6 separate regions of the Mus musculus genome follow, and all the other regions are linked to region 1. A link is a contact called in public Hi-C, HiChIP or PLAC-seq, Micro-C and promoter capture Hi-C data. All regions are on one chromosome and are shown on one strand. Each heading gives the region's core, a stretch centred on a gene start, on an enhancer-like site or on the middle of the called end of the contact. The rest is flanking DNA. Distances are from core to core; before and after follow the strand shown. Region 1 holds the start of Sik1 (salt inducible kinase 1). Region 2 holds the start of Pde9a (phosphodiesterase 9A). Region 3 holds the start of Brd4 (bromodomain containing 4). Region 4 overlaps Brd4 (bromodomain containing 4). Region 5 holds the start of Ndufv3 (NADH:ubiquinone oxidoreductase core subunit V3). Region 6 holds the start of Notch3 (notch 3).

What was found. Promoter capture Hi-C pulls out the DNA fragments that hold promoters and counts their contacts. Hi-C and Micro-C count contacts between places; a contact is called where the count stands out from the background. HiChIP or PLAC-seq counts read pairs in DNA pulled down with a chosen protein or histone mark. Capture Hi-C pulls out chosen DNA fragments and counts their contacts.
Region 2: a contact with region 1 is called in a promoter capture Hi-C map of second pharyngeal arch cranial neural crest. The contact joins the promoter of Pde9a here to the promoter of Sik1 in region 1. A contact is called at or near these places in 2 of 39 promoter capture datasets (cranial neural crest and second pharyngeal arch cranial neural crest) and 1 of 115 datasets of contacts at active chromatin or transcription factors (embryonic stem cells).
Region 3: a promoter capture Hi-C map of pancreatic islet shows a contact between it and region 1. The contact joins the promoter of Brd4 here to the promoter of Sik1 in region 1. A contact is called at or near these places in 2 of 39 promoter capture datasets (hippocampal neurons and pre-B cells), 2 of 484 Hi-C or Micro-C datasets (B cells and CD8 T cells), 1 of 115 datasets of contacts at active chromatin or transcription factors (pancreatic cancer cells) and 2 of 9 other capture datasets (adipose tissue and pancreatic islet).
Region 4: a Hi-C map of cerebral cortex shows a contact between it and region 1, with 2.3 times the contacts expected there. The contact joins the enhancer-like site here to the promoter of Sik1 in region 1. A contact is called at or near these places in 2 of 39 promoter capture datasets (the 3T3-L1 cell line and the SN4741 cell line) and 7 of 484 Hi-C or Micro-C datasets (3T3-L1-derived adipocytes, the N1E-115 cell line, adipose-derived mesenchymal stem cells and 4 more).
Region 5: an H3K27ac HiChIP or PLAC-seq map of microglia shows a contact between it and region 1, with 8 times the contacts expected there. The contact joins the promoter of Ndufv3 here to the promoter of Sik1 in region 1. A contact is called at or near these places in 7 of 39 promoter capture datasets (the 3T3-L1 cell line, 3T3-L1-derived adipocytes, hippocampal neurons and 2 more), 35 of 484 Hi-C or Micro-C datasets (B cells, CD4 T cells, CD8 T cells and 23 more), 14 of 115 datasets of contacts at active chromatin or transcription factors (the SCID.adh cell line, astrocytes, bone marrow-derived macrophages and 7 more) and 3 of 9 other capture datasets (embryonic stem cells, liver and pancreatic islet).
Region 6: a contact with region 1 is called in a Micro-C map of embryonic stem cells, with 2.2 times the contacts expected there. The contact joins the promoter of Notch3 here to the promoter of Sik1 in region 1. A contact is called at or near these places in 1 of 39 promoter capture datasets (hippocampal neurons), 2 of 484 Hi-C or Micro-C datasets (B cells and embryonic stem cells) and 1 of 9 other capture datasets (adipose tissue).

What each region holds. Positions count from the first base shown.
Region 1 is chr17:31,854,188-31,857,567 of GRCm38.p6, reverse strand. It overlaps Sik1 (salt inducible kinase 1), which reads left to right and starts at 1,764. Exons shown (of 14, transcript NM_010831.3): 1 at 1,764-1,896; 2 at 2,504-2,674; 3 at 3,244-3,360. The coding sequence starts at 2,519.
Region 2 is chr17:31,384,763-31,388,142 of GRCm38.p6, reverse strand. Pde9a (phosphodiesterase 9A) reads right to left here and starts at 1,909. Exons shown (of 19, transcript NM_008804.4): 1 at 1,787-1,909. The coding sequence starts at 1,855.
Region 3 is chr17:32,282,434-32,285,813 of GRCm38.p6, reverse strand. It overlaps Brd4 (bromodomain containing 4), which reads left to right and starts at 1,681. Exons shown (of 20, transcript NM_020508.4): 1 at 1,681-1,751.
Region 4 is chr17:32,206,162-32,209,541 of GRCm38.p6, reverse strand. All of the region lies in intron 12 of Brd4 (bromodomain containing 4), which reads left to right. Among named protein-coding and RNA genes, the nearest start is that of Ephx3, 18 kb to the right of the region's middle. Within about 2 kb of position 1,476, at least 59 of the 459 cell types and tissues checked have an H3K27ac peak or open chromatin away from gene starts, as enhancers often do. A contact at or near this core is called in 3T3-L1-derived adipocytes, cerebral cortex and cortical neurons, where this site is marked.
Region 5 is chr17:31,518,215-31,521,594 of GRCm38.p6, reverse strand. It overlaps Ndufv3 (NADH:ubiquinone oxidoreductase core subunit V3), which reads right to left and starts at 1,480. Exons shown (of 4, transcript NM_030087.2): 1 at 1,334-1,480; 2 at 1-26. The coding sequence starts at 1,381. It also overlaps a transcript of Wdr4 not described here.
Region 6 is chr17:32,165,349-32,168,728 of GRCm38.p6, reverse strand. Notch3 (notch 3) reads left to right here and starts at 1,839. Exons shown (of 33, transcript NM_008716.3): 1 at 1,839-2,053. The coding sequence starts at 1,936.

The sequences.
Region 1 (3,380 bases), core at 515-3,014:
TTTGGAACCTCACACTGATGACATGCTTGCGAAGAACACCTCAGACCTTTTGGGAAGGCTCTGGCTAGACCGAGGCCAGTGGGTGGACAGGCTGGGAAAGGATGGGGGCCCATGAGGTAAGAACAAGGGGTTTCCTACCCTCTGTGCAGCTCTCCTGGGAACAGGGAGAGATGTTAGGACGCCCAGGGGTGAGGGGAACAGCAGTAAGCTGTTCAGATAGGAGAGACTAAATAACTGCCCCAAACCTTGATTTATGAACCTGGGACAAACCAGGGGGAGCATGTTGGAAGACTAAGGGGCCCTGAGATGGCTACTGTCCTTGAATGTCCTTCAAAACACACGGACCGGGAAAGGCAGGGCTGCAACTGGTACGATCCTTGTGGGAGTAATGTACAGTAGCAGTAGTACATGGCTGGCCCCTGCGAGCCCTATCTCAGGCCAGCCTACCACCCGCCTCTACCCAGGAAGTCTTCCTCCGTTGAGGAATGAATTCTGATGAATTCTGAATCAATTGTGATTAATCAATCCACCCGGTGCTAGTTTTTCTCTCACACAGGAAGCCACGAGGAAGAGAGACACAGAAGTTTAGCTCCAAACCGCCACCTTCCTAGCCTTTGGAGAATCGTCTGTCCCCTTTCTCGTCTGCCCTTAAGAACACATCTTACTTTCTGATGAGGTGTGAGGGAACACAAACAGAAGGAGTCACACACATGCCATTTCCACTCTCTCCACACTCCGTCTCCCCTTTAATGGGCCCTGCTTCCGGCAGGCACTCTCAGGGTCAGTTCCAAGGTCCCAGCCGCCCTGTGTCCTATCTGTTGTCTGGAAGCAGCTTGGGGACAGACAGGGTGGGCCAATTGGCAGACAGCAAGAAAATGGGCAAAGTGCCCAGTCCTCCAAGGGCCCCACCTATCAGCCCTGAGTAGTGGCTGGGTCCTTTTGCAGCCCGTGTCTAAAGCACGCGTCCTATTCAGCTGTCCCAGGACACCACTGCTGGACCAGGCGGCCCTTGAAGCAGGAGGCTTTGGGAAAATGAGTCGCGTTTTCCTGCTTTAACTTTCCAACTTGCTGAATATTTAGAGGTTTTCTCTCTCTCCTCTCTCCTCCCCCCCCCCCTCTCTCTTTCTATAACAAAAGTAAGTGGCGTTCAACTAACCAACACTTTCCTAGAGCCAGGCATTCTTGCAGCTGGCCGGCCCTCTCAGGGATGAAGTGAGGGTCAAGGGGCAGCCACTGCTGGCGGCACATCGAGTGCCCAGCATAGCAGACTGATCAGTCTAGGGCCATCAGCCCCAGAGTCCCACGCCGAAAATCCCGCAGCTCTATTCCACCCTGCTGAGTCCGAAGCGAGCACTGAGCACCCAAAGGGCACCGTACCCACCATGAAGCCCCTGGAAGTGGTCCTAAAGCAGGCTCGGTCTCCTAGTCGGGGGCGGGGGTGGGGTGGGGGGGTGGGCTACAGCAGTGTCGCCCATGCCCGGCAGGGGGCGCCAGCAGTCTCGGGCGGTTGCTGAGCCGGGCCCCTGACGTCACCGCCCGCGGTCGCCATGGCGACGGCCTCACCAGCGCGCGCGTCAGAGCCTCCAGTCTCTTGGCAACCGCCCGATCTCCGCTCCCCCTCGGCAGGCACCGGGCCGCGCGTCGCTCTGGCGTCAAAACGACGTCAATGGGCTGTGCCTGCCGCGGGGGGCGGGGCGAGGCGGGGCTTGTGCGGGGCGGGGCCGGGGCGGGGCGGGGCGTTGCCGCGTGCGGCCGGCGGCGGCGGGGCGCTGACATGCGGCGAGGCCCGGGCGGTGGCGGCAGCGTTGGCGGCGGCGGCGCGAACGGCGGGCACCGGAGCAGAGCTAGCAGCCGAGCGGGTGGCATCCCGGGTCGGGCTCACGGAGGGCGGCGGAGGTGAGCAATGGCGCGGGTTCGGGTCTCCGAAACCCGCAGGTGCGCGCCTGGGGTCGCGGGCAGGACTCCAGCCCGGCGGGCTCCCTATTGTTGCGGGTCGGCGCCCGGAGGCGGGTCTGCGAGCGCCCGGTTGTGGAGCCTGTCCTGAGGAGCCGAGCGTTGGCACTGGTGGACGGGAGCGCGGTGAAAACCCGGGACCGTAGGGTGTCCAGGAGCTGGCTTGGGGTCGACTGCGGGTGGACTGCTGGCGCGCGCGCCCGGCCGGGACCGGAGGTCGGGGGGCGCGTGCGTGGGGGCTCGCACTGAGGGAACCTGGGATCGAGGGGGCGCGCGCGTGGGGGCGCAGGCTGGGGGTTCGGGATAGAGGAGTGTGTGCGTGGGGACTTTAGCCGAGGAGATACTGTATCAAGGAATGAGCGAGTGGGGGTGTGAGCTGCGAACCTGGGTCGGGGCCACACTAGGAGCCTGGGGCTGGAGGAACAGAGGGTTGAGGACGCACGCGTGGTGGCCTGGCGGACACAGTTTCAGTGGCCGGGTTTGGCGGGGAATGGGATCGGGACCGAGCCGGAGTCGGTCGGTGCTGAGCGCACTCCTCGCTGACCCGCAGGTGCGGCCCGAAGCCATGGTGATCATGTCGGAGTTCAGTGCGGTCCCCTCAGGCACTGGCCAGGGCCAGCAGAAGCCCCTCCGGGTGGGCTTTTACGACGTGGAACGGACCCTGGGCAAAGGCAATTTTGCAGTGGTTAAGCTGGCGCGGCACCGAGTCACCAAAACGCAGGTGCGCGCGCGTGTTGTGTGTGTGTGTGGGGGGGGGACTAAACCAGGGGGTGGATCCAGCCAGGGGGTGGCCCCCTGTGCTGATTCAGTCCTGTGGAGTTGATTGTCACAATTGTAAACGATGACATTGTTTAGTCTGGTAAAGGGGGAAAAAAGCTTTGTATTATGCTTCTACATAATTTGTACAATTACTAGGGAAGAGCAAAGATAATAATGACCAGCAACCGCCCCCTTCCGAGAGAGAGAGAGAGAGAGAGAGAGAGAGAGAGAGAGAGAGAGAGAGAGAGAGAGAGAGAGAGGGAGAGAGAGAGAGAAATAGAGAGGGGGGAACACAACAGAAGTGAGCAGCTCCTTGTAATAAAGCTAGCTGAAAAATACAGAGGCTTTAATTTAACTTCTATCCCTTTAAAAAATGTTAGTGGCTTCTTTTAATTTTTTCCCCCAACTTCTTGTGACCTCTTGAAGACATCAAATGTTTGAGAAATTCATTTGTCCAAAAAAAAAGTACAAATGAAGTAATGAGGTTACTTGAAGTTTTTCCCCCCCTTTTTTTCTTTTTAAAATCTGTAGGTTGCAATAAAAATAATTGACAAGACACGGTTAGATTCTAGCAATCTGGAGAAGATCTACCGGGAGGTCCAGCTCATGAAACTTTTGAACCACCCAAATATCATCAAGCTTTATCAGGTGAGCCGAAGGACCCTCGC
Region 2 (3,380 bases), core at 660-3,159, 470 kb after region 1:
TGGTGTACAAGGGCCCTTCAATATGGATGGGTGCAGGGGTGCAGGGGTGCAGGGTGTGGAGTCTAAGAAAAGGACACAGACACAGAGAAACCCGAAGACTTGGCTGTCACTAGGGGAAAGGTTCACCTCAGCACCCAGTGCTAAAGACAGAGTGCCCAGGATCAGTGATGAGCTGACCACAGTGACAGGGTGGAGGCCCCGCTTGCTCCACCAGCCTCTCCTTCCTGGTGTGAGTACAAAGATGTTTATGAACAGACAGAGACTGAGAGGAGAATAATGCCTCTTGTGTTCTGCAATGTTCCAGGCACTGTTTCTATCTCCCATTTACTCTCATTACAGTCTATAAAACAGATACGACGATCCCATCACAGAGAGGAATGCCAGCCAGAGGAGCCCAGAACTGCAGAGCCAGCACCCACATCAGGTCTGCCTCCACCCAGGGCTATGTCTTTCTAGCCTAGTGTAGGTACCTGTCCCCACCCATCCCAGGCTTGGCTTATAGGTGACCTTTCCAGAGATTACCCAAGTTCAGGTATGTCCACTGGAAAAGCCCACCTTCCCCACAGTGACAGACCAGTCTGATCAGGAGGGCCTAAACCTTTCTTCTACTTTCCGTGCATTGCTGAGCAGCTCTTTGAGGACCTTTGAGGAGAATTTAGGAAGGACCTACCACTGCCGAACAGGTGACACCTTCTCTTTCCTCTTTAAAGAGCTCAAAGAAGTCCAGCAATATGGCTTAATGACAAAGAGTTTGCCTCATATGCATGAAGCCCATCCCTTGCGCCAAAATTAAAACAAAACAAAAAGCTTTAATAAATTCTCATTTAGTGGGATGGGGGAAATGTATGTGTACAGATATGTGCTTTGTATACACACTGTGCATACATGCATGAACACATCTGTGCTCGTGTGGACTGAAGCAGGAAGACACACAAGGAGAGCCCTTCCTTCCTCTGGAAGGGGCGGCTGTTAAATCTCTGTAGTTGTGCCTTTGGAGTCAGAGCCTGCACCTGCCCTTCCTGCTTAAGTAAGAAGCTGAGCAGTGATGCTTGAAGGTGCCTCTCAGGCCACCCCAAGTCACCGAGCCTATCAAAGGGCCCACCTTGGAGGAGGGATGGGACTTCCCATTTTCCCAGGATCAGGCTGAGGAAGGTAGGTTTCTCCTACTGGGGAAGCAAACCAGCCAGCTAGCTAAGAGAGCGCACACCTGAGAAAGGAGGGCCCACACCCAGCAGGCAACCCTCCTTAGCTTCCTTTGCTGAGTCCACAGCAAGCTGCCCGACTTTCCTGAGATGTCCGGGTGCAATTTCCCCCCACAAAAAAAGGCGTTTCCATAGGCACTTTAGGAGGAGCTAATGAGACACCCCCTTCCCCAACCGTCCTCCAGGCCAGCTTGCCCATTGTCCCTTTGTCAAAATCAACAGAAGTCAAGGGCACTCTGTGCCCAGAGAAGGGTCTTTAGAAGGGCTGGGGAGGGCCATGAACAAAAAGGGTCTGTGGCGAACCGCACTCCTACGTGGCTCAAGTTGGTTGGGAGGACAGCGTACGGCACAGTCAAAAGCGGGTCCCTTCAGTCGCCGCGAGGCCACAGGGTGCAGAGGCAGGATCCCCCTCAAGACTGTCACCCTCCACCTGGAACCGGCCCCGCGGGTCTGCACCGCAGGCTGCCGTACCTCCCGGGGCGAGCCGCCAAGATCAGCTTGATCCGTGGGCTCCGAGCCCGCGGTGGGGACACCTGCGCCTATTAGGGCGCACGGAGGCCTCGGAGGGAGGGGGATCGGGGTACCTTCTGGATGCGTCCATCGATGTCTAGGTAGATGGCCTTGGGCCGGTAGCTTGAGGAGCCGGCCCCCATCGCGCCCGCAGCTGCACTTGGACTTTTTCACCTTACTTTCTCGCCGCGGCCGCCGCGCCGGGAGGGCGGGGGCGGGGGGAGGGGCGGGGGCGGCCAGCCAACCAGAGCTGGCAGCTCGCGGCCTCCACACGCCCCTCCTCCCACGGCGCTGGCCCGCCCCGCCCTTCCATCCCCTCCTCTCCCTTCCCTTCCCTTCTTCAATCCCTCCCCTTCTCCATCCTCCTCCTTTCTCTCCAAGGCTCCTCCCAAACGCCTCTCCCCCTCCTCACTCATGCTCAGCTCCTTCGTCCCCACCCTTTCTCCTCACTCTCCCATGTCTGCCCCCTCCCTCCCAGCCTTTCCCCCATTATTCCTGTCTCCCAGGCTCTCCTCTTTCTCCCTCCCACCTCCTCCTGCTTTCTCTGCCCACCTTCCTCTATTCCGTTCTCTCGCCCCTTCTTTTCCTTCCCCTACCCTGCTTCCCTTTCTGCCACCTTTTCCCTTCCCCCTCTCCCCTTCTTTCTCCCTTTTCCTCACCTAGGGTCCCTTCCCACTCTCTCATCTCTCTTCCCCACCTCCCTCCTCCGGCCCTCTCTTTCTTTTCTATCCCTCCCCATCCCCTCCCCTCCCCATCTTCTCCTTTGATTCCTGTCACCTTGACAGCCTGTTTCTAAGGTCCCCTTCATACATGCCCACTGTGCCCTTTAGGGTGATCAGAGATCACCCCTATAGACAGACACCAGTCAGTTAACAGCAGTCATTGGGCTGAGAGCTGTGGCTGTGGCCCAAAGTGCTGGGAAATCAGCTCTCCCTCCCCCCTACTACACCCTCCCCTTTTACACACCCCCATCCTGCAGTAAAGGCCACCCTCACTTAATTTGAATCGGAAGTGGGGAAAGTTCCTTCCCCAAGCAGCCTGTGCATTCCTGGAAGGGCCGGGAAGGCTGTTTCCCTCCACCTGGAGTTGACCGGGCAGCCCCGTTCCTGCCCTTTAAGCAGAGGGAAGGTTGCCCAGTCAACTATCTGTTAGATGCAGCACTTCCCTTACCAACGCCCCCACAACACTCACATATACTTTTGCTATTTTTCATGGGGATTGGGGGGCACATGGTAAGCCTGAAGGGAGAGAATTTCAGGTCTCCTTGGCCTCTGGACACAAATGACTCTCTGGGGCTTTCCTTGTGGGAACAGCTGGAGGAGGGGCTCTGCTGCTTGTTGCTCTTGGAAGCCGCTGTCAAACCGCTGGAGAAGGCGCCTATTGTTTGTCTTGAGTGGATTTCCAGCCACACTGCCCATCTGCTGCTGTCTGGCTTGTGCTGGCTGAGAATGCCTGGGGCTCCTTATCCTATGGGCCTGAGAGGAACCAGCCTCACCAAACAGCCTGGTCCATGGCCTTTTCCTTCCCTCATTTGGCCTTTCTGGTTTTCACCTGGTGGATGGTCATTGGCCTTGCCAAAATGCTCCAGCGCTATTGGAGTCCAGAGCAGGGATGAAGCCGGGGACTTCCAAAAGCAGCATGCATTAGAAGCATAGATACCCTTACTCT
Region 3 (3,380 bases), core at 432-2,931, 430 kb before region 1:
CAGAGAAAGACAGATTTCTGTGTTCAAGGCTATTCTAGTTTAAGTTTTAGGACAGTCAGGGCCATACAGAGAAATGCTGTCTTAAAAAATCTCAAAGATCTTCTGTATTCCAGGCTGGGATGTTTTGCAACCCCTCAAATGGTCACATACCTAGTTCAGAGTATGCTGGGAGCTGACTTACGTCTTCAAGAATTAAAGTTAATCTGGAGGACAAGAAAGAGAATGTTCTAGGCTTAGAGATCCGTACTGATCAATCTTCAGCTCCTCTACAGAGGCCAGCCAAGAAGACCTGGGTGTGGTGGTGAACACATGTAATCTCATTACTTGGAAGGCTGAGACAAGAAGGGTAAGAATTCTTAAGATCCTGCTCTGAAAAAAAAAATCCCCGCTGGCTCATTCTCTTATTTCATGATACATGAAATATTTTCCTTAAGTTGATTCCATAAATTGAGTGTAGTGAATATAGTGAAACGTGTCTGTATTTTCAGCAATTGTCAGTTCCCACTGACACACAACTAGCCATAGTCCTCTGGCCTTAATGTTCCTCTATCACCTGTCTGAGGGCTCTCTTCACCATCTGCTCTTTTGAGTCTGTCATCGGATTATTTAAATTTTTGGATTAAAAATCTTTTCTTGGGGTTGGAGATTTAGCTCAGTGGTAGAGCGCTTGCCTAGCAAGCGCAAGGCCCTGGGTTCGGTCCTCAGCTCTGGGGGAAAAAAAAAAATCTTTTCTTGTCGTTCTTGCATGTGAAGATCCCCACTCATCTGCAAGGTTCCTTCCCTGAGTCTGCGTGTCGGCTTCCTCCGAAAAGCTGTTTCCTTATGGATGGCCCTGAAGACTCTTCTTGTCTTCTCTTGATCTTCCCTCTTCTGTGTATCCCTCTGGGGTACACAGTCCTCAGAGACCCTCGATCGTGTTCCAAGGACTCCCGCCCTCCTCCCCCCAGTCGGGGGAGCCAGTCTCCTGTCCTCACCTCTACAACCGCCGCCGGCACTAACGAAGCTCTCCGGACCTGGGAGGACCAGCGGGACGCGCACGCCGGGCGGCGGCGATGACACGGGGCCGCGCGCGCAGCGTGCGTGGTGACATCAGTGCGCTGGCGGCGGCGGCAGGGCTGTTTGTTCTGCTCTCCCGCAGCCGAGGAACCGAAGCAGTGGCGGCGGCTGCGGCGGAGGCTGCCAGCAGTGCCCGCGGGCGAGCGGGGCCTGTGAGCGCAGCGGCGCGGCGGGCGCGGCGGACGGGCCCCGGCTTGGCGTCCCGGACAGCGTGCGGCGGCGTGCGGCCTAGCGTCTCAGGTGAGGGGACCGGTGTCCTTCGCGGCCGCGAGGCGGGCTGCCGGGGCCCCACGGCGCGGCCCGCGTAACCTGCATTGCGTAATGGGGCTGGTGCGCCACCACCTACGCCATCGGCGCGGGGGTGGGGAGGCCGCAGTTTCGTGGGCCCGGAGCCTGGTGCTTCTCGCGCCCTGCCGGGGCAGCCCGCGCCGTTGGGGCGGCGGCGGCCGAGTGGGCTCGCGGACTTTGTACCGGGGCAGTTGCGCCCGCCGCTGTCCCCCTTGGCGCGGGCGGCGGCAGGGAACGGGACCGGGACCGGGACCGGGGGCGCGGGCGCGCTGGGCGGCCGGGGGCGGGCGGGGGGCGGGCCAAGCTCCCGGCACTTCCTGCCGCCGCCATTTTGTCAAGTGAGGAGGAGGAGGAGGAGGAGGAGGAGGAAGCGACTGCCTCTGGATCTGCGGTGCGCGCCGGGCCGCGTAAGTCCGGGCCGGGGATGCTGACCGCGGGTACCGCCCGCTCTCTCTGGTTGCAGTTCCCCCTTGGGGCGGGTCGCTCTTGCGCGTCGTGCCCCGGCGCGCTCTCCTTCCGTCAGCTGGGTACTCCTGCCAGTGCTGGGATAGCGAGTTCCCGCTTCATAGTCTCACCTTTCCGGCTGTCCCCGGAGCTCTGCCTAGAAAGAGGTAGAAGATTTTGTTCACAGGGAGAGAGCTTCCATTGCACGCCTGCTCCAGGCTGGACCCAGGGGACAGGAAGGGTGACGAAGGACCAGGAGTCCCTCTCGACCCACCCACTCCCAACCTGGAAGCCTACTCTTTGGGTGCTTTGTTTTGATGGGTCTCTGCTTGCTGCCGTCCCTTGCAATGGCTTCTTACTTGCAGGAGTGTGTCGGTTTAGGGTGGGGATGTTGGAGAGTTGTGATTCAGCAAAATGACCCCCCCCCCCCTTACACACAAACACGGAAATAGCACTTAAACAAGAAGCCCCCAAGGCCGAGCTGGGTTGGAGATGGGAAATCCCACGTTAGTGTAGTGGACAGTGTGAATACTTTTGCTCAGGCCGGTGGGTGAGTCATGTGCCTCTGCTGATTGGCTGACCTCCCTGTTACTCAAGACAAGGGTTTTTTTGTTTGTTTTTTTAAAAGTGTTTTTAGCCTGCTTGTTTACTTGTTTATGCTTTTCGAAATCTGGTGAGATTATCTCCTGTGTGTGTATATATGTTGGATGCCAGTTGCAGCAGCCCTCTTGAGAATGTCTTTACTTATCATCAAAGGTGATATTAATAGCCCCTGGTTACTAAAATCCAACTCTCAGTGTACTTCTAAGCCAATGTGCTCTTCAGTGCTATAATAAAAAATTGGAAAATTTTTATGAATGGAGATGTCAACTTCCCTTGGAATTGGTAGAGCTTGGGTGTTGTAAAGAATGTCACCCACAGGGCTAGACAGATGGCTCAGCGGTTAAGAGCACTGATTGCTCTTCCAAAGGTCCTGAGTTCAAATCCCAGCAACCACATGGTGGCTCATAACCATCTGTAATGAGATCTGATGCCCTCTTCTGGGGTTTATGAAGACAGCTATAAATTAAAAAAAAAAAAAAGAAAAAAAAAGAATGTCACCCACAAAAATGCAAAGGAATTATGAATGTGTTTTCAATTTCAAGAAGTCTTCAGCTAGCCGGGCGTGGTGTCGAACGCCTTTAATCCCAGCACTCGGGAGGCAGAGGCAGGTGGATTTCTTAGTTCGAGGCAAGCCTAGTCTACAAAGTGAGTTCCAGGACTGCCAGGGTATACAGACAAACCCTGTTTAGAAGTCTTCAGCTGGGGCTCAGTTTTATGGGCTTTACAATAATTTACAAGAACATTATTTTATTCACTTTAATTTGGATGGAGAATGATCTTTCCATAGAGGGCATTTATAGGTAACCAACTCCTTCCTTCTCAAAGCTTCAACTAGGAAGGTTGGAAAAGGTAACACTGTCAAAGACTGAATTGAATTGATCAAATCTAGAAGGAAAAGCCCAGAATTATAAAATATATTGTTGCTGATTTGTACATCCTATCTTTGGTAGCCAATAAAGTATTTAAGGACTCAAGGTAAAGTAAGTCTT
Region 4 (3,380 bases), core at 227-2,726, 350 kb before region 1:
TCCTATGGTCCCACATGAGTGCCCTCCATCTGTCTTTCCTTGATGGCTGTCATGATGGCATTTCCAGCAGCTTTTTGCTACTGTTACAGAAAGAAGACTTTTTTCCCCTAACCCGCCTCCTCACTTAAGTAGAAAGCTTGTGCAACAAGTAACCCGAGAGCCCTGGGAACGGCTGTCCTGGCGGGAAGGAGGGTGGGATTTAAAGTCATGGAGCTGCTGATCGCAGACTTTTAGGCCTTGGCTATGGACCCTGACCATTTTGGCTCCTGGGCTGAGCCTCTCCTTCATTCCAGATGATATCCTTCCCATTTTTGGCTGGCCTCCACTTGTCTTCGTTCAGACCACTAGTTTTTATTTCCTACTATGTACAGAGTGCTGTCTTGTGAAGCTGTTAACATGAGATTTTGTTTTAGAACCCCACATAAGACACAAAAAGACATGGTCATCCATGGACACATGCATATACTAGCAAAACATCTTCTGTCTCCTCATACCACACAGGTACTGCTGTTTGTGATATTTGGAGTGCAGAGGTGGGTGAATACTCTAGTAGCTGATCTCCTGGGTCCAGGAAGCCCAGCCACCTTAGCTAGCCTCTGTAACAAGTAGTACTACCATGTCAGGAGGCCAAGGTAGAGATGGTGTAGACACGGAAGTTGTTTCACTTTGGTCTTTGGGTCTAGTTTATGTTTTTCATGTTCTTATTTTTCTACTTGAATTAAAGCTAAAATTTCTCATGGAACCTATTTTTGTTATTTGTACTAAGGGTCAATTGTACTACCATGGCCCCGGTGATACAGACCATCTAAAGCAACTGAAGAGAAGCATTCAGTAGGGGCTAGAAGGTATACAAGAATGCATAGGGTTAGACCACACTGACGATGAGTGGGTGGGATGCTTTACTGGCTGGATTCCAGCCACTGTGTGATCCTCCATGTGTAGCAACTGCACCAGTGGCCCTTCGTGACATTTGTCTTGAACCCAGTTATTTGTAGTTGGGCTGTTCTGTTTTTCATTGAGCTTTGACTCTAGCTTGAGTCTGGAACTGCTTACTGGTTCCATGTTAGAATAAACAGAATAAGGCCCAGGTGTAACTCCCTTCAACTTTAGGAAGTCTTCAAACTTGGGCGGGGAAAGTCAGGGTGTAAGACACTGTGGCTCTCCTTTCCCAGAACTCTCTCAGTCACCAGTATAGAATCAGATCATCCTTCATATGGGGTAAAGTTCTTTCATTATATTGCTAATATCTGGTTCTCCTCATATATTTTCCACAGGTCTTTGTGAGTATAGGTAGCTACATAGCTAATTATGTGCATCCACTCTGGAGTCACCCCTATAGTGTACCTCAGCTGCCTGGCCTAGAGTGGGATTGGAGCCATACAGTGAGAAAGCTCTGGAAGCGCAGTCTGTTCATGCAAGAGCACGGTCCAGCTATTTTAGTCTTACTTCCTTTTCCCAGGATTGGAACATGTGGGTGTTCCTTAATAGCTCCAGGGTAAAGAGGAATGCGTGGTGTTTTGGAAAGGCTGGAGCTGGGAAGTGCAGACAGGGGCAATGAGACACACTCTAGAGACTCTGATCAGGGAGCCAGCTTCAGCTCCCTGGCCCCAGGATCTTTGAGACTTCCCTTCAGGGGTATAGTGATCCTGCTATCAGAATGTGACAGTTACTTCAGAAAGGGTTAAGGCCTCTTGAGAGTAGGAAATGTACTGAGCCAGGTGGCACCTCCAGAAGCTCAGGAGTTTGAAGGGATTGATTGGGCTTCCCCAGAGTGAGGGCCAGCTTTGTGGAATGTGGCTGAGTGGGCGGGGTTTTCCCAGGCATGTTCTGGGACTAGGGATTGTAACATTTATAATTCCAGCAGTGGCGCCACTCTGCTACATGTGGGAACCAGTCCAGACCCCTCTCTGGACCAGAATCCATATTGGATGTCCTGAAAAAGGATGGAAAGGATAAGGCCTCTTTGACCTCTTCCTTCCCTCAACAATTGTTATGTCACCAATTTGCTTTTAATAGAGATGTGGAAATAGACAGAAATGGCTCTGCTCTATGCCTTCCTCAGTGGGAAGTTTTTTTTTTTAATTGGGGGCTTTTCTTCTCTGACCACTCTATGAGAAAGGGTTGGTAGTTTGCTTTTCTGAAGCTGGTTCCTGGTGACTTTGACACACCTGGCTGGTGAGATAGCTTGGGGGCAGTGGGCACCTCTCACATGTAAGAGGGACTTCAGGAGTAAAGAAAATACCAGAATACATAGTCAGGGCACATGGAACTCATTAGCAGAATCAGTTTTGTTTAGAAGTGCAGACAAGCTTCAAACAATTTTAGAGACTTGTACATACACTGTGGCCTTTCTGTGGTGTAGATTTATCCATCCCTGCCAAGGCAGGCCAGTCAAGGATGGGGCTCTTGGTTTCCAACAAGGTCTTCTTGAGCCCTTTCAGTCACTAGGGCACAGAACCTGGCCCAGTCTGCAATTCTTCTGTTCTTGTAACTTGAACGGTACATTCCACACCATTCTCTCACACTGGTTTCTTTCTCCCTCTATTAGGTCCTGCCTAATCATTGGACACGGACTCTTAATAAAACGGTCTTCAGTTCCAGATTCCTTCCCAGCGAGCTATAGCTTAAGTCCCATTTTCTTCTGTGAAAGGGACAGGACTCCATCAAGTTATGGAATTGCTCAGAGCCCTGGGCCTATCCCCTGGGGTGGATTAGTCATGTCCAGCAGCACACACCTAGTTTCACCTTCAGGAAGGCTGCCTGCCTGGCCTGCTGCCTGGGCCTCTCTGTACAAAGACTGCCTGGCTATCCTGCCCAGCCTCCCTGGTCATCTGGGGTCCTCTGGGTGGGTGGCATCTCCTAGAGGGTGATAATAATCCTCCTCTATGCATACATGTGGTGCTGCTCTGTGTGCAAAGCCTGATCACAGTGTGTTTCCTCTCTTCGTCCCTTCCATCTTTTTCTGAGACTCCAGACCTTGCAGTGACTTTAGCCCAGGAAAGCTAATTCACCGGGAGGATGAACATTGTGACCTCCCATGTGGGGCCACCCTGGTTGGCTTGATCAGATGGAAGCTGTGACCAGCTTTACCTGGCACGTAGCCTCCTGAATTCTCCTTCAGTCTCTGTTGTTCCCGTAGAGTACTAAAAGTTCAAGTAACCCAGTGAACACTTCCCCAAGTTCTTTGGTCTTCTCTCCTCATCACATAAGAAAAATAAATAAATACCTTTCAAGGTTGCTGGGGAGGGACATGCAGCCCCACTGCCAAACCAGGTCAGGATCTGGGAAGTGGGCAAGAAAAATTACATGGCTACTTGTGAACTGCCTACAGTGCCTCAACAAGTTCCGTTGCCATCACGGCCATCCTCATCTTTAGCTTC
Region 5 (3,380 bases), core at 231-2,730, 340 kb after region 1:
AACACCCTTGCCTCCAGGAGCACAGCCTGGGGAGAGCAGACAAGCAAAGATACTCACTTCGATAACAGCCATTACAATGTATTATATATTCATATTCACATGGCACACTTATTACAATGGTCATAACATATGGGAATTATGAATGCTCTGACAAATACCCCAAAAGCTGCAAGAAAAATATACCCCAAGTTCCAGGAAAATCACTATTAGCATCTGGGTAAATGAAAACAACTTTATTTCCCTAATCTTTGCAGAAATTTCCCAAAATAGGCACTTGGAAAGTTTTTATTAAAAATAAAGACTTTGCCAGCTTCGTTATACAAAGCTTCAGGATATCTTGGAGAAGAGCCTGGTTCTATGTTCTGCAGAAACCTGGGGCTCAGGGGTTGGGAGGATGGGAGACAGATGCTTCTGAGAAAAGCTCTTGCTGTCACGTGTCCTGCAAAGCCTCAGTTAGACAGACCTGTGTTGGGGGGAGGGGGGGAGCCTGTGTTAGCATGGGGGAGGGGGGAGGGAAGTGCTGGCCTCTGGATGGCAGCCATCATGCCGGCTGTAACACTCAGGCCTGGATCCTGGATGCAAGGCCCAGTTGGCTCTCAGCCCAAGACTCCTGGGTCTTAATACAGGGCAGCCAGTTTACTCTACTGGCTATTTTGTTACTTTACAAAATACTATGTTTCTTTTTGCAAAATTATCTCCCTACAGTTAGTAAAGTTGCAGAAACACTATCTACTAGTAAATAGGATGTAGATAATTGCTTCAGAAGTGTTACAATTTGAGAAGAATCTTATTGTAATTCAGCCGGCAACCGCTAAGGTATGTGTTAGATCCTAGGATGCTTCATGCTAGGGAGGGGGTTGGGGGGTGGAGCAAAAGAACCGGAAAACTTCTATTTATACTGATGATTCTCCGTGTGTGTACAAATTATGTGTACCGATACACGCTGGAAAAAAATCGCTGGGAGCAATATACCTGAAGGAATAATTAAACAGTGCCCATTTGACGACGGGAGCCCTCTGTCACCTGTATTTTATATTGCTGTGAGCATTTCCTGCTTTGGGGCCAGTTCAATGACAGCTCTTGACAAGCAAGCGCAGGGCCCTAGGTTCCATCCACCGAACCCAACCCAAACAAAACCCAATACTAGTTTTGCAGAGAAAGCCAGGTTTCGTTTTAAAAACAGCCTCAGTGACTCGGTTTCACTCCTGCAGAGAAAACCCTTCTGTCCGGGTCAGGTGAGCACAGGCCCTAGGACCCCTCTCCGCACCGGGCCCACGGGTGCAGTTAAGGGTCAGGCTAAGGGCCCGGTATGTCCCGCCCGTTAGCCCTTTACCTTCAGCGCCCGGATCCGTCCTCCCCGCAGGAGGAGAGAGACCGCCATGGCACAAATGCCAAGAGCGGAGGTCGCACTTAGGTACGTGACCTACTTGTGCACACGCACCACCCCAGGCTCCGCCCCGCGTCCACGTTCACCAATCGCACACCATGGTGGACCCAAGCGTTTGCGCGCGCATTCTGGGAGGGCTCCTTAAGGCCACGCCCCTAACTGAGTCCACCAATTCCGGGTTCGGGAAAGCGTGGGGTCCTCCCCTGGGTAGATCCCGCTGAAAGTCCCGCCCCTCCGATTTGGGCCTGCCCACCTTGCCCTGATCTCGCCCTTAACTCTGGTCTGTAACCTACCAAAATTGCACAGCTAGAATCATGTCCTTTGCGTTTCTGGTTCGACTTGAGAGACTTCTGTGTTTGGTGAGATCTTTGTGAGTTTGTTGTTTCTTGGAGATACAACTCGGTGGTAGTGCGCTTGCCCAGTAGGGGCGTGGTCTTGAACAAACAAACCAGAAGCTGGGCATGGAGGTGCCCACCTACCATACCAGCAGTAGGGCTAGTTCAAAGACAGCCTGCTCTTTTACAGAGTAACTGTAAAGATTGTTTGTAATCAATAGATAAACTTGGGGCTAGAGAGATGGCTCAGCGATTAAGAGCACTGACAGCTCTTCCAGAGGTCATGAGCTCAAATCCCAGCAACCACATAGTGGCTCATAACCCTCTATAGTGAGATCTGATGCCCTCTTCTGGTGTCTGAAAATAGCTACAGTATACTTATATATAACAATTAAGTGTGGGGGGGGGGGAGGAGAAAGAAAAGTACCTGTCATTTGTCCCTATTATACACACACACACACACACACACACACACACACATATATATATATATACTCACACACATGCACACCCAACTTCACCAGTTGAGGACCAAGCCTTTAACACACAAAGCTTTTTGGAGAACCATATCTAAGGCACAGCTGTGTTACAGTATGTGTTATTGGAATTCCTCTTCCCACTGATTGATTGGTGGCCCCTCGCACACGTTTGCCCAGTGCACAGTAAGTATTTCACATAGATGGTTATGTCTATACCTCCAATTTTCCACCAAGGAAAATTCAATGTCAGTGAAAGGATTCAGAACAATGAAATGAATTACTGAGAAGAAAAAAAAATATTAGAGCTGTTAATGCTGTGTCCAGGCTGTCAGGGGGACAATGGCATGACGGGAGCTCCAAGGAGTGTTCAGGCTCCAGAGACAGAGTGCATTGCAGGCCTCTGAAGACTGGAGACAGCCCATGTGAGAGCATCTTCTAGATCTGAGAATGGGAAAGGTTTCTGTGACATGAGATTGCTACGGACACTGTGGGCTGAGAAGAAGCTCGATCTACCACACAAATAATTGTCCTTCTTCACCTACTCTTGTCTCCAGGGGACACTTGCATGCTTTAGAGGTGAGTAAATAATACTGAGGGGAACGGGTACCACCTGTCCTTTGTGGGACTGGAGTTGGAGCTGTAAAACCATAGGACTCAAAACCTCCACTTCTCACAGCCGACCAGTTTAGACGCTGGAGGAACTGGGAGATGCAAGAACAAATGCAAGGGAAAGACTACTCAGTGGGAGAGCTGTATGCATTTGCCCTCCGAGGGCTCATGAGCTGGAAGTTCTTGGTCTCCAGGGTGATGGTGAAGGACTAGAAGCAATAAGAGGTGGGGCTGTGGGAAGTAATCCATTATTATGGGTGTAGTAAGAGGTGGAGCCCATGGAAAGTAATTCCTCACTATGGGTACAGCTCTTGGAAGGGACTAATATAGCTACTATGGGAACCTGGTAATTCTCATAAGAAGTGTGTGATGTTTTGAGGGTGATTGCCTTGGTTGATTTGGAGGGTTTTGTTTTGTTTTGTTTTGTTTTGTTTTTAAGACAAAGTCTCCCTATGTAGCCTAGGCTGTCCTTGAACTTACTCTCCTTAGGAATCTGTCTTTCCCTCCTTCCTCTTTTGTTTCTTTGTTTCTTTTCTTTTAAAGATGTATTTATTTTATGTATGTGAGTAC
Region 6 (3,380 bases), core at 590-3,089, 310 kb before region 1:
TAAGGGATGTTATTCGGAATAACCATAAAACTTTGAGTAGAAACTTGGGTGAGGACTGGAGATGTGGTTACATGGTAGAGTGTCTCCCTTACACACTGGAAACCCCAGGTTCTGGCCCCAGCATCACAAAAATCAGGCATGGAAGCTCATACCCTTAATCCTAGCACTGGGAGGCAAAGCCAGGAAGACTGGGACTTCTAGGTCATTCTGGTTTCAGTAAGTTCAAGGCCAGTCTGGGTTGCACGAGACTCTGCCTGAAAAGGAGAAGCCCCCAAAGTAGGACAACAACGAAGTGGGCCTGAAAGACTGTTCAGTTGTTAAGAGAGCAGCAGCAGCAGCAGGAGGATCTGATTTCAGATTCCAGTTGTCTCATGTAACAAGCTGGCTATTCCACAAATGACCATAACTCCAGCTTTGAGGGGTGCAGTGCCTTCCCTGGTCTCTGCATATGCAGGTACTCACACTAGTGCACACACACACACACACACACACACACACACACACACACACACACACAGAGAAACACACACACACAAATAAATCTTTAAAAAGTGTATCCGTGACTGTCCTGGAATTTGCTAGGTAGACCAGGCTGGCTTTGAATTCACAGATCTATCTGCCTTTGCCTCTGGAGACCGTGTGAACCATGACATCTTCCCCAATTAACAAAAATACACTTATTTATTATGTAGCCAGTTGGGGGGGGGGGCGCGGCAGGGAGGGGAGATGGGCCCTCTACAATGTAGAGATCAGAGGACAACTTGTGGAAGTTGTTCTCTCCTCCCACTACAGGAGTGTCTGTGTATGCCCTTCCAGGATTATATGGGTCCTCTGTTTCAGTCCTTTGGTCTCCTAGTGATGGAGATGTTCAAGAACGGCACCCTTCACCCGACTCCTGAGATTTCCCCTGAATGCACCTCTAGAGCTTCCATTCTCACTTCACACAGAGGGAGTGTTCAGAGCCTTTGCAGGTCTCCTGGATGTAAAACTCAGTGAATGGCAACGAAATGATAGGCCTCATGGTAAAACCATGTAGAGTGTGGGATGTGCTAGGAGCTGGTGTGGATTTTTTTTACAAAGTATTTTATCTTATTTCTTGCGCACATAAGCGTGTGTGTGTGTGTGTGTGTGTGTGTGTGTGCGCGCGCGTGCGTGCAAGCATTCGAGCACAGTGTGTGTAGGAGTGCATGTGTATCACGGGGTACATGTGGCAGTCAGAAGACAATGTATGTGTTGGTTTTTTTATTTTAGCATGGGAGGCCCAGGAATTGAACTCGGGTGTCTGTGATTGGCAGCAAGCACCTTTCCCTCTTCGGTAGACCTTTGTGATCTTCACATTGTAGGAGAGCTGCACACAGGTACATGAGACTCATATCCACGAAACCCCTGGCCAGATTGTAAATGCTGCCCGCCCGGGTTTGTGGCGCAGTTGGAGCCTGAGTTTTGAGGTGATTGATGTTTAGTGTCCCCATGAAACTTCTATATGGTTTGCATGGGTGCGGCTACTTTTGTTCATTGGCCTCTCTACACCCAGGTTTAGAGGGTTTGGAGTCAGGGGTGTTTGCGTTTGTGTCATGACTGTGTGTGTGAGCCCTGGCTTTGGTTGTGTGCTGGAGGATAAGGATGGATGTGCTCACGAGCTGGATACCTGTCACGTCACGCAGGTTAAGCCCGCATCTCTTGTGGCAGACCTGAGTGTACCGAGGTCTGCAAGTCCCAGGCTTGGCGGGTAGAAGGGTCGGACCCCAGGAGGCCGGGCAGGGGGCGGGGGCGCTCAGAGCCGGCCCCGGGGCGGGGCGAGCCGCCCAGGCCTGGGGGCGGGGCAGCCCGACAGCCTCACTTCGGCGAAGTTGGCGGCGCGGAGGCTGGCCCGGGACGTGCCCGGAGCCCTGGGAAAGAGGGAGGAGGGAGGAGGGAGGGTCGTGGCCGGCCGCCATGGGGCTGGGGGCCCGGGGCCGCCGCCGCCGTCGTCGCCTGATGGCCTTGCCACCGCCACCACCGCCCATGCGGGCGCTGCCCCTGCTGCTGCTGCTAGCGGGGCTGGGGGCTGCAGGTGAGGGATCAGGGACTCGGAGGGTGGGACTGGGGTTGCAGGGGCGGGGAAGCAAAAAAAAAAAAGTATATATATATATATATATATTCTCCTAAGTTTGGAATTTAGAGGACCTGCCCCCCCAGGATTAAAGCCGGGGCAGAGATGCAGCAGCTGGGGGTGTGTATCAGTCATGGGGTTCGCACAGATTCATGATGGGAAGGCAGGATCCTAGAGGCCCAAGGAATCGAGACCCTTGAATGAATCAAGAGTCCAAGAGTAGGAGCTGGAGTTGTGGGAATCTGGGGCTGAAATTCGGAAGCGAGGTGTACCAAAAGTTTCAGGCTCACCCCATCCTACTTCTGCCTGGAGTCCTGGGAAGGTTAGGATGGGGGCTCAAGGACCCCCCAAGGCCTAGGACCCCTTGCACAAAAGCGCCTCCCCTATCCCGGGCGGGCCGTGAAGGGGGGGGGGGGACAAGGAGGGGGCGCGGAGTTCTCGGAGCTCTGAACTCGGAGAAAACGTCTCATGTTGGAGAGCTGCAAGACCCGGCGCTGGAGCGCGAGAAGCAGGAGCTGGAGCCCTTGCGAAGCCCGCGCCCCCTCCCCCGCGTGCCGCCCGATCCCTCTTCAGGCCGCCGGGATCCCGTAGTCTCGGGACCCCGTCTCTGTGCCGGGAGGAGAAGGGGCGAGGTCCACGTGCTCATCTCCAGCTTCTGGGCCCCCATCCCTGTGGCCGCAGCCCCTCCCCAGCATGCCTGGGCCCCCCTCCCCTCTTCCTCCACTCTGAGCTCCCCTCCCCCGCTCGGGACAATGGCTTCGCCGTCTAGACACCCCCTCCCCCCGGCCGGCCTCACGCTTTCTTTGCCAGACAAAGCGGGACCCACGAAGGGCCAGAGCGGGGACTGAGGGGGCGCCCCCACCCCTGCCCCGGGAGGCCTGATCAGCGGGGGAGGGGCATAGGCAGTTGGCTGTGGCCAGGGGTTCTAGGGCTCCTATGGTGGGACTCAGTGCTGGGCCGGGTGAGAGTTGCATAGAGAGTGGCTTAGCCTCTAGGCTCTACTAGGCAGGACTGGGCAGGAGCCACCGCCCCCGCGGGGCCAGTGCAGACTCATGGCCTGTCACACATAGAAAGGGAAAAAAATGCATGTGCACAGGTTTAGTACAGCCATAGATGCACACTTGGCACACACAAGACACACCTATGTGTTTGCTGCTCACATGTTGATGTGCATTCAGGCATAGGTCACCCAAGACCTGCTAGGCATTCATGTTCAAGGTCACATTTATAGCTGCCAATCCATGACCCAGACAAGCACACCAGTGGCCACACAGCTGTATGCTTGAAT